2 separate regions of the Sus scrofa genome follow, and region 1 is linked to region 2. A link is a contact called in public Hi-C data. All regions are on one chromosome and are shown on one strand. Each heading gives the region's core, a stretch centred on a gene start, on an enhancer-like site or on the middle of the called end of the contact. The rest is flanking DNA. Distances are from core to core; before and after follow the strand shown. Region 1 has its middle 110 kb from the start of BAMBI. Region 2 holds the start of BAMBI (BMP and activin membrane bound inhibitor).

What was found. Hi-C and Micro-C count contacts between places; a contact is called where the count stands out from the background.
Region 1: a contact with region 2 is called in a Hi-C map of epiblast stem cells, with 1.8 times the contacts expected there. The contact joins the enhancer-like site here to the promoter of BAMBI in region 2. A contact is called at or near these places in 8 of 47 Hi-C or Micro-C datasets (embryonic fibroblasts, epiblast stem cells, fetal heart ventricle and 4 more) and 1 of 2 datasets of contacts at active chromatin or transcription factors (skeletal muscle).

Annotation. Positions count from the first base shown.
Region 1 is chr10:40,159,122-40,166,103 of Sscrofa11.1, reverse strand. No RefSeq gene overlaps it. Among named protein-coding and RNA genes, the nearest start is that of BAMBI, 110 kb to the right of the region's middle. Within about 2 kb of position 3,608, at least 37 of the 83 cell types and tissues checked have an H3K27ac peak or open chromatin away from gene starts, as enhancers often do. A contact at or near this core is called in epiblast stem cells, liver, omental adipose tissue and 2 more, where this site is marked.
Region 2 is chr10:40,048,973-40,056,403 of Sscrofa11.1, reverse strand. It overlaps BAMBI (BMP and activin membrane bound inhibitor), which reads right to left and starts at 3,036. Exons shown (of 3, transcript NM_001201485.1): 1 at 2,664-3,036. The coding sequence starts at 2,739.

The DNA.
Region 1 (6,982 bases), core at 2,359-4,858, 110 kb before region 2:
TATGGAAGTTCTTAGGCTAGGAGTCAAATTGTTGCTGCATCTGTGACCCGTACCATGGCTTAAAGCAAAGCCTGATCCTTAATCTATTGAGCAAGGTCAGGGATCAAACCCACATCCTCACTGACACTATGCTGGGTTAAGGAACTCCTGAAAATCCTTATCGATGCTTCTCCATACGCATGTGGAAAGAATCCTTTTGGACAGAAACACAGAAATGAAAGTTATGGTTCAAAGAATATGGAGATTTTTTACTTTATTTTCTAACTTCTTATATAATGTTTTTTGGGTTTTTTTTTTTTTTCATTATAGCTAGTTTTCAGTGTTCTGTCAATTTTTTACTGTACAGCATGGTGACCCAGCCACACATACAAGTATACATTCTTTTTTCTCCCATTATCATGCTCCATCATAAGTGACTAGACATAGTTCCCAGTGCTACACAGCAGGATCTCATTGCTAATCCATTCCAAAGGCAATAGTTTGCATCTATCAACCCCAAGTTGCCAATCCGTCCCACTCCCTCCCCCTCACCCTCGGCAACCACAAGCCTATTCTCTTAAGTCCATGATTTTCTTTTCTGTGGAAAGGTTCATTTGTGCCGTATATTAGATTCCAGATAGAAGTGATATCATATGGTGTTTGTCTTTCTCTTCCTGACTTACTTTACTCAGGATGAGAGTCTCTAGTTCCATCCATGTTGCTGCAAATGGCATTATTTTGTTATTTTTATGGCTGAGTAGTATTCCACTGTGTATCTATACCACATCTTCCTAATCCAATCATCTGTCAATGGACATTTAGGTTGTTTCCATGTCTTGGCCATTGTGAATAGTGCTTCAATGAACATGCGGGTGCATGTGTCTTTTTCAAGGAAAGTTTTGTCCGGATATATGCCCAAGAGTGGGACTGCTGGGTCTTATGGTAGTTCTATGTATAGTTTTCTAAGGTACCTCCATACTGTTTTCCATAGTGCTTGTACCGGCTTATATTCCCACCAACAGTGCAGGAGATTTTTACTTTCGACATGTACTTTCAAATTGACCTCCAAAAGACTACACCATCTTATACTCCCTCAACATGGAAAGCAACAGAATTTTTTAAAAATTTATAATCTAGGAGTTTCCATCATGGCTCAGGGGAAACAAATCTGACTGGTATCCATGAGGACGCAGGTTCCATCCTTGGCCTCACTCAGTGGGTTAGGGATCCGGCATTGCTGTGAGCTATGGTGTATGTCACAGATGGGGCTCAGGATCCCGTCTTGCTGTGGCTATGGTGTAGGCCAGCAGCTATAGCTCCAATTGGACTCCTAGCCTGGGAACCTCCATATGCCATGGGTGCGGCCCTAAAAGAAAAAAAAAAAGACAAAAAATAAAAATAAAAATATAATTTCTAATCTAATGGGTAAAACGTGATCTATCATTGTTACTTTGATCTTTATTCATTATTTCTGATTAAATATCTTTTGACATGTAAATCTGTCACTTTTATTTAGATCAGTGACTTAACTGTTTATATTTTTGCCTATGTTTCTGCTTTTTTCTTTTTATGATTTACTTGTATGAGTTCTTTATATATTATGAATTATCACCTTTATTACGTACCTTACAGATATTTTACCGCAAATTGCTCTTTGTATTTTATATATTTCACTGTACTAAAGCTTAATAATTAATGTAGTTTTAAAAAAAAACTTTATCTTATATGGTTTCTAGGTTTTGTATCTCACATTAAAAAGACATTACCCATCTAAGAATTAACAAAGAAAACAAAAGTGCTGTTCTTTCTAACACTTTTATAGGTTTTCTCTAAAGTTAAACCATACACCATAGCCACAGCAAGACGGGATCCTGAGCCCCATCTGTGACATACACCATAGCTCACAGCAATGCCGGATCCCTAACCCACTGAGTGAGGCCAAGGATGGAACCTGCGTCCTTTCTCTAAAGCTCCCTAATCCTTGTGAAATATGTTTTTATACATATGGTAAGACATACCATTTATTATCCTGACACTGTTTATTGAATGGTCCTCACTTATTCATAATTTGAAGCGTTAGCTTTGTTTTAAATACTAAATTCCTACATAAACATACATGGAACCATTTATAGACTCTTTGTTCCACGGATCTATTTTTCTATTCTTGTGTTAAGAACACATTGTTTTAATTACTACCATTTTAAAGTATGTTTTGATATAAAATTAGATAAATCTCCTATCACTGTTCACCCCTTTCCAATAAACTTCTGATTAATCTGTGTATTTTCTAGTCTATATAAACTTGAGGTTCAGCTTGTCAAGTTTTATAAAATATCCCCTTGCAGTTTTTCTTAGGATCACATTGAATTAAGGGATTATCCGGGGGAAGAACTGACACCTTTACAATTTGGGGTCTACAATCCAATGTGGTGTGTATCTGCTTATTCAAGTTTTCTTTTGTCCCTCATTAAAATGTTATGATTTTCTTCACATTAGGTTTATTTCTAGATTTCTTTTTACTATTGCAATTAGAATATTTTCATGGCATTCCCTATTTATTGACAGCACATTAGATTACTAATTTTTCATCTATTCATTCAGCAAGAACTTGCTAACTGCTCACTAATTGCACCCTGCAATTCTCCCTGTCTACTGTAGGGCTCACTATTTGGGGCACTCTTCTGTCTACTGTAGGTATGCAGACAAATTATTGATTTTTGTATTGTTAAAGGATAAACTGAGGCATATTAAAATTCTTAAGAGTTTTGTTTTGTTTTGTTTTTTCTTTTTAGGATCGCACCTGCAGCATATGGAAGTTCCCTGGCCAGGGGTCAAATCAGAGCTGCAGCTGCAGGCCTATGCCACAGCTACAGCTACAGCAACACTGGATCTGAGCTACATCCACGACCTACACTGCAGGATGCAACACTGAATCCTTAACCCACTGCGCTAGGCCAGAGATCCAATTGGCATCCTCATGTAAACTAGGTAGGGTTAATACACTGAGTCACAATGGGAACTCCAGAGGTTTTGTTTTGTTTTATTTTGTTTTTGTTTGTTTGTTTGTTTGTTTTTAAGCAAAATCAATTCTCATGAGGCTGCCAAACCAGCAGGGTTTAGGAGAGCTCCACTCCGGGGAGCCAGGGAGGACTTTTACAGAGAAGATGCAGAGGCAAGGTGAACAAATTATTTGATTGGCTGTGGCGAGGTTTTGCCTTCTTTGATTGGCTGTTTGGGGTTAGGTATCCTTGGACATGTTTCTGGACCTTGAAATATCTTCCAGCTTGGGTTCGGATTTGTTTTCTTAACCTGCTGAGGTTTGAGAGTCACCTCAATCGCAGAGCCCGCTTGTTTAAGCCATTTAGTAGTTTTGATCATCTCCATGAAAAGCTCCAGGATGAAATTATCAGTGAAGAAATCCTAATAACGGAGGCAACTGGACACACAGGCGAGAAGTTTTAAAGGAAAAGCAAAAGGTTTAGAATAGCTTGCGTCCGTTGTGAGCCACATTCTTAGGGTCCTCTCTGCAAAGTCACAGGAGAGAAACCTCTTCACTACTGAGGGGTGGGGAGGGTTGTGCTGTCCCTGCGGTCACATGCTTCTTCCTCACCAGGAACCGGAAATAGGCACACCCCCCCGCCCCGGTATCTTCCCCCCACCGCCTTTATTCTGCAACTGTTGACAGAAAACTCGGGAGTGAACTTGCTCGGTCAACCACAGCGACTTCATTATTCTGGCTCGTCTCTCCCCACCTACACGATGCGGAGTTTGCTTTTCTTTATATGCTTTATTTGTATGTGCAATAAATTGCTTGATCCCCTGAGAAGCAAGGCACAGAAGAGGAGGAAATATTTCTAAAGCATCTAGGACGCCAGTCGGTATATGACAGATTTCAAAAGGACCTTTCCTTTGAATGCCTGAGACGCCGAAGGGCAAGGTCCCTCAGCTCCGCCCGCCCCCCGCCACCGCCCCGCCTTCCAGCCCCCCAGCCCCCCAGCCCAGGTTCGGAGCCAGCCTTTCCGTGCTGAGAACCAGCCTCTCTGTTCTGGGGCTGTTCCGCTTTCCCCTTCTCAGCCGCCAACTAGGTTGTTGTTAGACCACAAAAGACAGAGAGATCTTGAAGCCTTTCATCACGAAGACTGCATTTTCTGGAGGTTTTTGTTTTGGGGGGTTTTTTGGTTTTGGGTTTTTTGGTTTTTTTGTTTTTTTGTTTTCCCTCCCCCTGAATGTTTGTAGGAGGAAAAGAGGGAGGAACCTTCTCTCAAAGGCCCAAAAGAGTTTTCAAGTTGCGTGCTCAGGGCAAACAACTTTTCTTGTTCTGTTTATCTGTTTTGGCCCCACAGTTTTGAATGACTCAGACGTTAAAAGACAATTCAGTTCTGGAGGAGGGGCCCCCTTGGGGGTTGTTGCTTTAAGTCTTAAAATTGTGAGGCTTGGATGACACAAAATGCCCAGAGAGGCTGGGAACCCATTTTTAACCTAAACTAAAGGTTTGCATTTTTTTCCATTTCCCTGCCTCCTCTCTAGCCCCGCCACCCACATCCCACACCCTCCAACTAGGCTTTTCTATTGCAAATGATCAGAGACCGGATTTGAATAAAAGCAGCAGCTATTTCCTCTGCTCCCAGACCTGCATCCCTGTTTGAGCTACTCTGCACCCTTAGCACCAGTTGTGAAATAAATAAGCTTATCTGACTCATGGAATTTGAGTCAAGGAAAATTACAAAATAATAGATTAAAAATAAAGAGGTTCGTTGTGCGTTTATGAAAGGCGTCACTAGGTGAATACCTGGCCTTTAGATTTTTATTTCATTAGGCTTGAACAAGAGAACAATAAATAACAAAGGATTTATACACCCCCCTCCCCAAAAAAGCAATCGGGACAAACTTTGCCACAGATTTTTGACCCTTAAATCATTCAGAACCCAGAGTGTACAAGAGCTAAATTCCATCAGATGGACAGAAATGGTTCTTTAACTGCAAACATTTCTAAAGGAATCAACTGACCAATTTTCAACCCAAGGAGCTAAGGAGAACTCTTCCATTGGATTTATTGAATACCAGGCATCATTATTTAAAACGGATTCCTGCATTTGGCTCAGATTGCTGGATTAGTATGCTTTTTCCTTTTTTTTTTTTTTTTTTTTGCCACTGACGACGTCCAAAGTGGCAGAAGACGGGAGAAAGAAGACCTGTCAGCCCTTTTCATCCTCTCTCCTTAAGAATGTCTTTTTCCCTCAGCCTGTTTATTCATGCATAGCATTTCACCGGCCTACAAAAGTTATGCCTGTACACTGTAGGCATTTTGGAAAATACTGACAATCACAGGGAAGACAATTTAAATCATCTGTTTTGCCAGCACCCATCAATAACCACTATTAATAGTTTAGGGTTGGGTTTTCTAGCCTTTACTTCTCAGTGTATGTTAGTATTCTTCACAAAAAATGAGAACGTGCCCCTTGCTTTTCCATAAACCATTAAAAAGCCTCACCATAATGGTTGCAATTAGATCCCATCCCATATGCAACAGAATTTTTTCAAACCATCCCCCTCATGGAGCCTTTGAATTGTTCCTGGTGGCTCAGTTAAGCATGGAGGACACGGTTAAAGACGTGAACAGTATACAGCATATCCTAACTCATCCCCAAGTGACCTTTCCACCTCTCTGACCAGGCAAGCTTCTGGGACACAGATATGACAGGGGAAAAGAATGACAGGAATATATTTTACACTTTTGGAGGGAGTTGGCTAAATTAGAGGGCAGTGTCCGTATTTAAAATGTCAACAGCTCATTGGCTAACTATACAGAGAAATAACTGGGTTATTTTCCTCCAAAGGGGGAAAAAATTTCTCTCTGGAGCTCTAAACTGGTACAGTCACTATAAAAATACTCTTGTCCCTTTTCTCTAAAAAAGTGCAAGGAAAGATCACTTGAAACTTTACATCCCTTTTCAATGCAGTAAACTAACATTTGACAGTCTCCCCGCCCCCCCAAGTCACCTCCTCCATAAAACTGCCTCCTGGGTCTCCTCTTAGCCCATCCCCCTCCTCACTGGCTCTGCTCTTGTTTGACGCAAAATCATCAGTTTCTGCTGGGTTAGGGTGATTTTCAACAACCCTTCTTTACCCCCCCACCCCCACCCTGTTTCCTTCCACAAGGGTCCCTGTCTGATTCAGCTTGGTAGCTCTTCGCAGTGGGCACTCAATAAATATTTGTCAAATGATTCTTGCAAGGCACCTCAGTGAGGGTCCCGGGAGGTTTTTTTGGTTTTTTTTTTTTTTTTTTTTCTTCATTTAGGTCTCTCACGGGCTGGAGGCCACAGTTTAACAAAGCCAGGGCAAGGTCAAGGGTGCCCGAGAAGGCAGCTTTCAAGTTGAGTCATGAAAGGCGATGTTAATTACCGACATGGGCCATTGAGAAGGAAGAAAAATGCTATCTCTTATTAATTTTGGTGCAGTGGACACGCTCTTGTCAGTGGCTAATGGTTAACAAAGCTGTTCTTTTCTGAAGACGGAGCAGGAAAATCTCAGAAAAGGACCTGGGGCTGCCCACAGGGCAGCCACCAGCTTCCTGCCCCCACACATCAGTGTCTGGGCTGAGATAACGTGTCTGACTTTTGTTTGGGCTTTCTGTTCCTGGATAAAGTTCGACGGAAAGCCATCCCCGAGAGGTTCAAGGGTTCATTTGTACCAAGATGTTGAGGACAGGCTTACCGGGGAGCCTCGGTCACACACAGGCTCCTGCTCAGGACGCAGGAATCAAGTTTACATGTTAATGGGGCGGGGGAGGCGGGCGGGGGTGGGGGTGGAAAAGAAAAATCAGCTTGTGAAAGAGGCATGCCTTCTCCCGTTAGTGGGAAACGCTAATTTAATCAAGAAGAAAGGGTTTGTGGAAACCGCACTCTCCCTGGGACTTTAGCCTGCTGGATAATGTTGGGTGGACATTCATAAGCGCTTCTCAAGTGCCCCCGTGCTTTCCGTCTGAACACTGGTTTTGGCAGTT
Region 2 (7,431 bases), core at 1,787-4,286:
ACAATTAGTGGTTTGCTTGCCAAAGTCAATTTCTTTCAGCCCAAATGGAAAGTCATAAAACTGGGGGGGCAGGGGGGAGGGGGTAAAAAAAAAAAATGGCAAGGCTCATTTCTCCTCCCCCTACCGGCCCCCCCACCATTTTACGTGTAATTCAACATGGGACCTAGAAGGGGAAACACTGAAACTGAAAATCCTCTGCTGGCTGAATGAAAAATCCTTAAGGAAACCTCAAATTTTTCTACAGGAAGTGATTAAAAGTTTCCTTTGTAAGACTTAGTTTGTGAGTCGCAAGGCACGGTGAACAGTTTGCTGCAGCACAAAGATCTGAGGGCTTTCACATGGAGTTGGGTTGAAATGATCTGGATCTGGGGGTCACCCCTCAGACGCTATCTGACCCGGTGGACCCCGGCCATTGTCACATGCCACAGCCGAAGCTATCTAAACGGAACGCACTGGTGAACACACCTCTCTCCAGCTTCCCCATCTGAAGTTCCAGTCTTGCTGCAGAAACCTCCGCTCTGAAATTAAACACCGGGCCCTGCTGGTACCAACTTCTTCCCACCCCTCACCTTTTTTCCTCCTCCTCTCCTGAACTGCCTGAGTAAGACGTCTTCTTTAATTACCTGTCCAAATTCCAGGCCACCGTAAGGCAACGCTCAGCTTTCACTAGCAGGGGCTAATGCTTCAGTTCTTGAAACACCAGCCAACTCAACACAGAGCGTTGGCAACCTGAGTGGAACCGTGCAGAGCCGAAGGTCTCTGCTCCCGTCCTGGGTCTGGGCCCAGGTCCCTTCTCCACAAAGCAAGACCTTCCAGTTAGAATCCTTGCCCCACTTGATTTTTTCCCTAAAGCTCACTTAAATGGTGATGACACGGAAATCTGACAAATTCCACATACAATGGTAAGTAGCAATAAAACAGATCCAGAGTCAAACCTCAATCCTGGATCACCTCGGACCTTGTGCAGAAAAAAAAAAAAAAAAAAAAAGAAAGAAAGAAAGAAAACCCAATACAAGTGAAAATGCTGCTTCAGTGTTGACGAGGGCCCATTTCGAATCCTAGATTTTCAAGGACCTAAACCAGTCTAATAAAATTTTGACAGGTAACTAGGAAAGTTCTAACAACTTTGCTTTTTTTTTAATTGGAGGCACATTTGAGCCAGTTGAATAGACTTTTGTGTTACTGTATTAAAACTATATTTCTGCCATTTCATAAAGTTTCTTCCTGTGGCGTGCCAAAGGCCAGGAGGGTATGGTATTTTGCAACAGGGAACAATGCCCTTCTGTGCGCCCCCCTTTCGTGTTACTGTATGTGGTGATTAAACAAAAATGTCTGCTTTAGTCAAGATGGCTACAGGAGAGCCTGCTGGCTTCTCTTAAAGCTTTTGAAGTCCGCAGCAGTCAGAAATCTCTGATCCCCTAATTATATCATTATCAGGCACATAGTTTCGGTATCTGTGACTTCATGTCAGCCTCAGTCCAGCCCCGTTCGGCCGGCCTTTGATAGGGCCAGGGGGCTCCCCTCTGCAGGCTGCAGAGGGCTGTTATTTAGGGTTAATTACACCCTTCCTTCCAAAATAAATAAATACTGTAGCACATCACCCTCGCTGGGCTAGCTTATCCTTTAACCTCATGCCTGCTACATGGCAATTAGAGAAAAGTGGGGGGAGGGCGGCTGTGCAAAAGCTAAAAAATGCTTCCTATTTTTAAAAAATTGTCTGTTCACAGAATAAACAGATAATTCTGTTTATTAGAGGTCATGGTGGGGGAGCTGGGGGAACCCTGAAAACCAGAGGGAGTTGTTGGGGTTATTTCCACCTAAGAGGTGAACGCCTACAGGAGGAAAAAAAAAAAAAAAGAAACTGACCCACTTCTTTTTTGGAGGGGGGGTGAGTTGAAGAGTGTTTATAAAATATGAGGTGAGTGGGAAATGGGACCGTTGACAGAGCCTACAGCTCCCAGCCACTGAGAAGCAACACAGCCCACACTCCTACACACAGACACACACCTGGGACACCTCCACTCCCAGGCTCACGAAGACACTAAGAGAAACACACAAAGACACTCACGAATGGAGACCCCTTTAAATACAGAAACACAGACGAATATCAACACACACTCAAATACAGAGATGCACACTCACAGCAGACACACTCAAATACAGAGATGCGCACACAACCGAGACATACAGACACAAAGACAAACTCAAATACAGACGCACACACAACCGAGACACTCAGACTCACACTCCTGCACGCAGATACTCAGCGCCAAACTGAGACACGGACACACACACGCACACACACTCGGGCACTGTGCAAAAGGGGCAGGGGTCTGCGGTGCCTCCTGGCCGCCCCCGCTCCCGGCTGCAGACGCTCGGAAGCTCACTATGGACAGACTTACACATTTTGACAAGCACTAGCCCTGAGGTCCGACTCCACCTCCACGCGCCGGGCCCGGGACACCGGGGAGGGGGGCGCGAACGCGGAACCCCCGCCGCGACCTCTAAGAACTGGCAACTTGTCGCGACCTGCGGGCTCCCGCGCGGGAGGCAACCTCGCCCGCCGCTAACAAAGCCTTGGCAGAGGGCGACCGAGGCGGGCGGTGACGGCCGCCCCCGGGACCCCGCGGTTCTCCCCAGCCGGCAGGCCGGCGGGCACCCACCTTTGGTGAGCAGCACGGCCATGGCGCAGAGTTCCAGCTGCAGCCAGACGAAGATGTAGCTGGAGTGGCGATCCATTGACGCCCCCCACGGCCGCGGCGCCCCCGCCGGCTCCCGGAGCCGCGGCTCAGCTGCAGCCTACGGCTCCCGGCGCACGCAGGGCATGGGGGCTGCCCGGGGCGCGGGATCGGGCCGCGGCCGGAACATGGAGCGCGGCCGAGGGGCGTGCCGCGCAGGATCTAACTCCGCAGCCCCCGCTCCTCCGATCAGCTCCGCTTGGCGCCGCGGTCGGGGTAGGCTCAGGCCTCCGCTCCCCTCGGCCCGCCACTCCGCGCAGACACCGCCAGGCGCGAGCTCCTGCAAGCGCTCGCCCGGCTCTGCCCGGCTCCGCGCCGTAAATAGCGCCCCGCGCTGGGAGCCGGCCGGCCCCGCTGCCCCACCCCGCCCCTCCCCGGCCGCGCCGGCGCCGCCCGATTGGCCGCGGGGCTCCAGTCACTCACCCCAGCCGGGGGCGGGCCCAGGCGCGGGCGGGGGCTGTGCCCCGGGGCCCCGAGCGGCGCCGGCGTCTGGGCTGCTGGCGGCGCCTGCTGTCTCCCGCGCTCCCCCTCGCGGAGGCCGCGCGTCCGTGACCTTCGGGAGCAGAGGGTCGAGCCCGGCCTCCGGCTCTGCCTCTGGCACCCGCCTCTGTGAGCCTCACAACCTTGGGCCGGCGTCTCCCTGCACGTGGCTTCCTTTTTGTTTCCCCGAAACACACGAGGGACCCGCGTGGCCACCTGGGGGCCCCTCTACGCCGCGCTGCGCGCCCTGGGGGCGGGGGCGGACCCCCGGCGCGCGCTCTCAGCCGTGGCGCCCCAGCAGAGCCCCGCCGGCTAGCGTGGGCCTGGGAGGGCGGCCCGCCCCATGGTGCTTCCAGCTTCCTCTTCCCCTCCCCTCCGAGCATCCGCCTCGCCCGCCGGCCCTGTGATCAATAAAGCCCAGACAGACAGACTGTTGATCAGTAGGAGCCGCTGACTTCTCCGGGGTAAACTGGGGCCGAGGAGCCGGCTACAGACACTTAACGAAAATTAGCAAATCCAAAAGCTCCCGGCGCCAGCGAGACGACCCAGGCCGACACCGACACTCAATTAACCACCCCCCAAACAGACGCAGGCAAACACAGTGGCCGACCCTGATCAATATCAGCCCCGCGGTGATCTCCTCTCTTAGATGCTAATTCATTTACTAGGACTTGGAGGGGGCGGGGGGGGGGGCGGTGCTGCCAGCCCCGAGGTACCTAAAGGCCGTCCTGGGGATTTTGCCGGGTGTTTTGTTTTGTTTTCTGGAGGGGAAATTCAGTTTGAAATTCTTATTTGAGGGAAGCTTTTTTCCTCCCCTGCCCCCAAAACCTGGCATTAACAAAAGTCAACCATTTGCAAAATTTTCTTTTATTAGAGTCAGCCAGCGTTTTCCGACCTGATAAAATGTCATCGGGTGGGGCGGGGGAGAAAATCGCGTTCAATGCTCAGGTGGGAGAAGTCAAGCTCTAGAGGAGCCAGAATTCAGGAATAGGCTTTCCGACTAAGAAAGAATGTGTATACATGTCTCCAGGACTGAAAATCAGGGACGAACTTTGTAAATTAAAGTTGTTGAAAGTCCACAGCGCTGCAGGATGTAGTTAATGAGATTGCTTTTGAGAAATAACATTTATATGAAGAAGAAAAAAAATAAACTGATTTCATAAACGAATGTCTGGACCCCAGCAGACGTTTTCAGAGGAAAATAAACTGGTCAGGCACCAGGTAAACAGCAGGTGTTTCCGAAGGGCACGCTGAGGAGGGGCTGGAGTAGCACGTCCTGCCATCTAATTCTTTGACAAGTTATCAATTCTAAGGGGTTTATACAGACAATACTTTTCTTGTCAAGACACTCTCTCTTTTAACTCGAGAGTCAATTATTGGCTAACAGGCAACTTTTCCACGTATATGCATGGAGTACCCACTGTAGGCCAGGCTCCCAGCTTGTGGGGTTAAAAAGATGTCAGAACTTAAAGAATAAATCACAAAAATAAATACATAGTAAATCACCACAGTGGAGTTGGAGGATGATAGAGATTGTGCGCCCAGGTACACTGCAAGAAAGATGGAAGAGGTAAGGAGTTCCTTGGTGACGTAGAGGATTAAGGATCCAGCAATGTCACTGCTGTGGCGCAGGTTCGATTACTGGCCCAGGAACTTCCCCATGCTGCGGACATGGCCAAAAACAAGAAAGAAGGAAGGAAGATAGAACGGAAAGAAAGAAAGAAAGAGAAAGAGTGAGAGAAAGAAAGAAAGAAAGAAGAGGGAAGGAAGGGAGCAAGGAAGGAAAGAAAGAAAGAAAAGATGGAAGGAAAGGAGGGAAGGAAGGAAGGAAGGAGGAAGGAAAGAAACTAGTCCGGGAAGGTAGAGAAGTCCAGAAGGCAGTGACTTGGGCATGATGCCTAAAGAATAGAAAGGGACCGTTCCACACAAAGGACCACAGGATTTTAGGCATGAAATTCATTGATTGCACTGGAGCCTGTGGGTGGTCAGGGATGGGTAGATGGGAGCTACGAGCAACTCCTTGTTGTTGGAGCATAAAATGTGACGCAAGGGGTAGGCAGAGAGGCACCAGAACATAACTATGTTTACCTGTGATGTAGATAAAAATATATGGTCTAGGGGACTGTGCTGATGAACCCTGTATTGTAGCAAACACTATCTGAGTGGCTCCCAGCCCACTTCAGAGAATGTCTCCTTTCTCTGGAGCCAGACTAGGGCGCTCTGCCCCTCTGGTGGTAACTAGTCATGTGACTTCAGCTGGACCTATTAAGGCTCTCTCTCCCAGGTCCCTAGAGATGCTGGTCAACCTCTAGAGGTTACTTCATGGGAGACAAACAACTTCAGAGTGCACCTGTCTGCAAAGCAAGAAAAAATGACAAAGATGTGCAGAGCAGCAAATGTAAATCCCAGCAGATTCTTGGTTACTGGGTTAACTCAGGCTCCTGGAAAAGGTCCCCCTTTTACCTAAGCGTCTTTTTCTTTCAACCCAAAGGGTTCAAACTACGGTGCTTATATTTTACTGAATTAATATCGCTGTTTGTTATTCCAGGATGTATACTTTTTTGGCTGCAAACATAACTCAGAATAAGAACATCGTGATCAGATGGTGATTCCACCTCTTTTGTTTTATACTATTAGCTTAATGGGAAGGCTTTTTTAAATGGCTAAAAATTAGTTTGAAGAGAAACAAGTCTCCATTTTGTCTGTGGTTGGTCAGGGATGGGTAGATGGGAGCTACGAGCAGACATGGACTTTTCAACTCAGTGAACAAGTGTTTGATTGAATCGATATGGAAAAATTACAATTGGTTTAGGAATAATATGTCACTTAATGAGGCCATGTCAATAGTTGAGAGAATATACAGCAATTTTAATTGAATTTAAGACTCAAGGAAAGCTGCTTCTCTATAGAATTGTACTTGTGTTTCATATATAATTTGGTTATTACTTTCCTACATGTAAGTGGATAAGTAAAGGGGAAAATAGTAAAAATCTAGCTGTTTTTATTTATTTTTTTAATCAACAAATGAAATCAATGGCCAAAATTCTTTTTACTGTTATAAAGGAAATTCAGAAAATATAAGCTGGGAATGAGCAATCTTTACCTAAGAACAGAAAGCTCTTTAGCCCTAAAGAACTGAAATAATGAAACATAATAGTTTTATTTTATTTCCTTCAAACAGTGTTCTAGATAGGATGTATCCAGGGGAGTTCCCGTTGTGGCGCAGTGGTTAACGAATCCGACTAGGAACCATGAGGTTGCGGGTTCGGTCCCTGCCCTTGCTCAGTGGGTTAACGATCCGGCGTTGCCATGAGCTGTGGTGTAGGTTGCAGACGCGGCTCGGATCCCGCGTTGCTGTGGCTCTGGCGTAGGCCGGTGGCTACAGCTCCGATTCAACCCCTAGCCTGGGAACCTCCATATGCCGCGGGAGCGGCCCAAGAAATAGCAACAACAACAACAAAAAAAGACAAAAAGACAAAAAAAAAAAAAAAAGATGTATCCAGGGACATTACACTGTATAATCACAGCATACCACTGTGATACATTTCATGGTTATCCTCTGCCACAGGAAAACTCTAAATTTTGGAGTTCCCTTCATGGCTCATCGGTATCATATTATCCATGAGAACTCCGGTTCTATCCCTGGTCTCGCTCAGTGGGTTAAGGATCCGGCATTACTCTGAGTTGTTGTGTAGATTGCAGATGAGTCTTGGATCTCGAGTTGCTGTGGCTGTGGTGTAGGCCGGCAGCTGCAGCTCCAATTTGACCCCTAGCCTGAGAATTTCCACATGCTGCATGTGTGGCCCTAAAAAAACAAAACGAGTTTCCATGGTGGCTTAGTGGAAATGAATCTGATGAGGATCCAGGAGGACGCGAGTCCAACCCCTGGTCTCCCTCAGTGGGTTAAGGATCCGGTGTTGGCAGTGAGCTGTGCTGTAGGTTGCAGACAGGGCTTGGATCTGCTGTTGCCGTGGCTGTGGTGTAGGCCAGTGGCTACAGCTCCAATTCACCCCCTAGCCTGAGAACCTCCATATGATGCGGGTGCAGCCCTAAAAAGACAAAAATAATAAATAAAAACAAAAACAAAACGCTCTAAATTTTATTTTTCTTATAAATAAGAAAAAATACCCTCAAGGATTTTTAGGTCCCAACTCATTTTGTTAGGAAACCTCCAAATACTCTTGCAATCTCTGCTGACCCAAGTAATGCCATT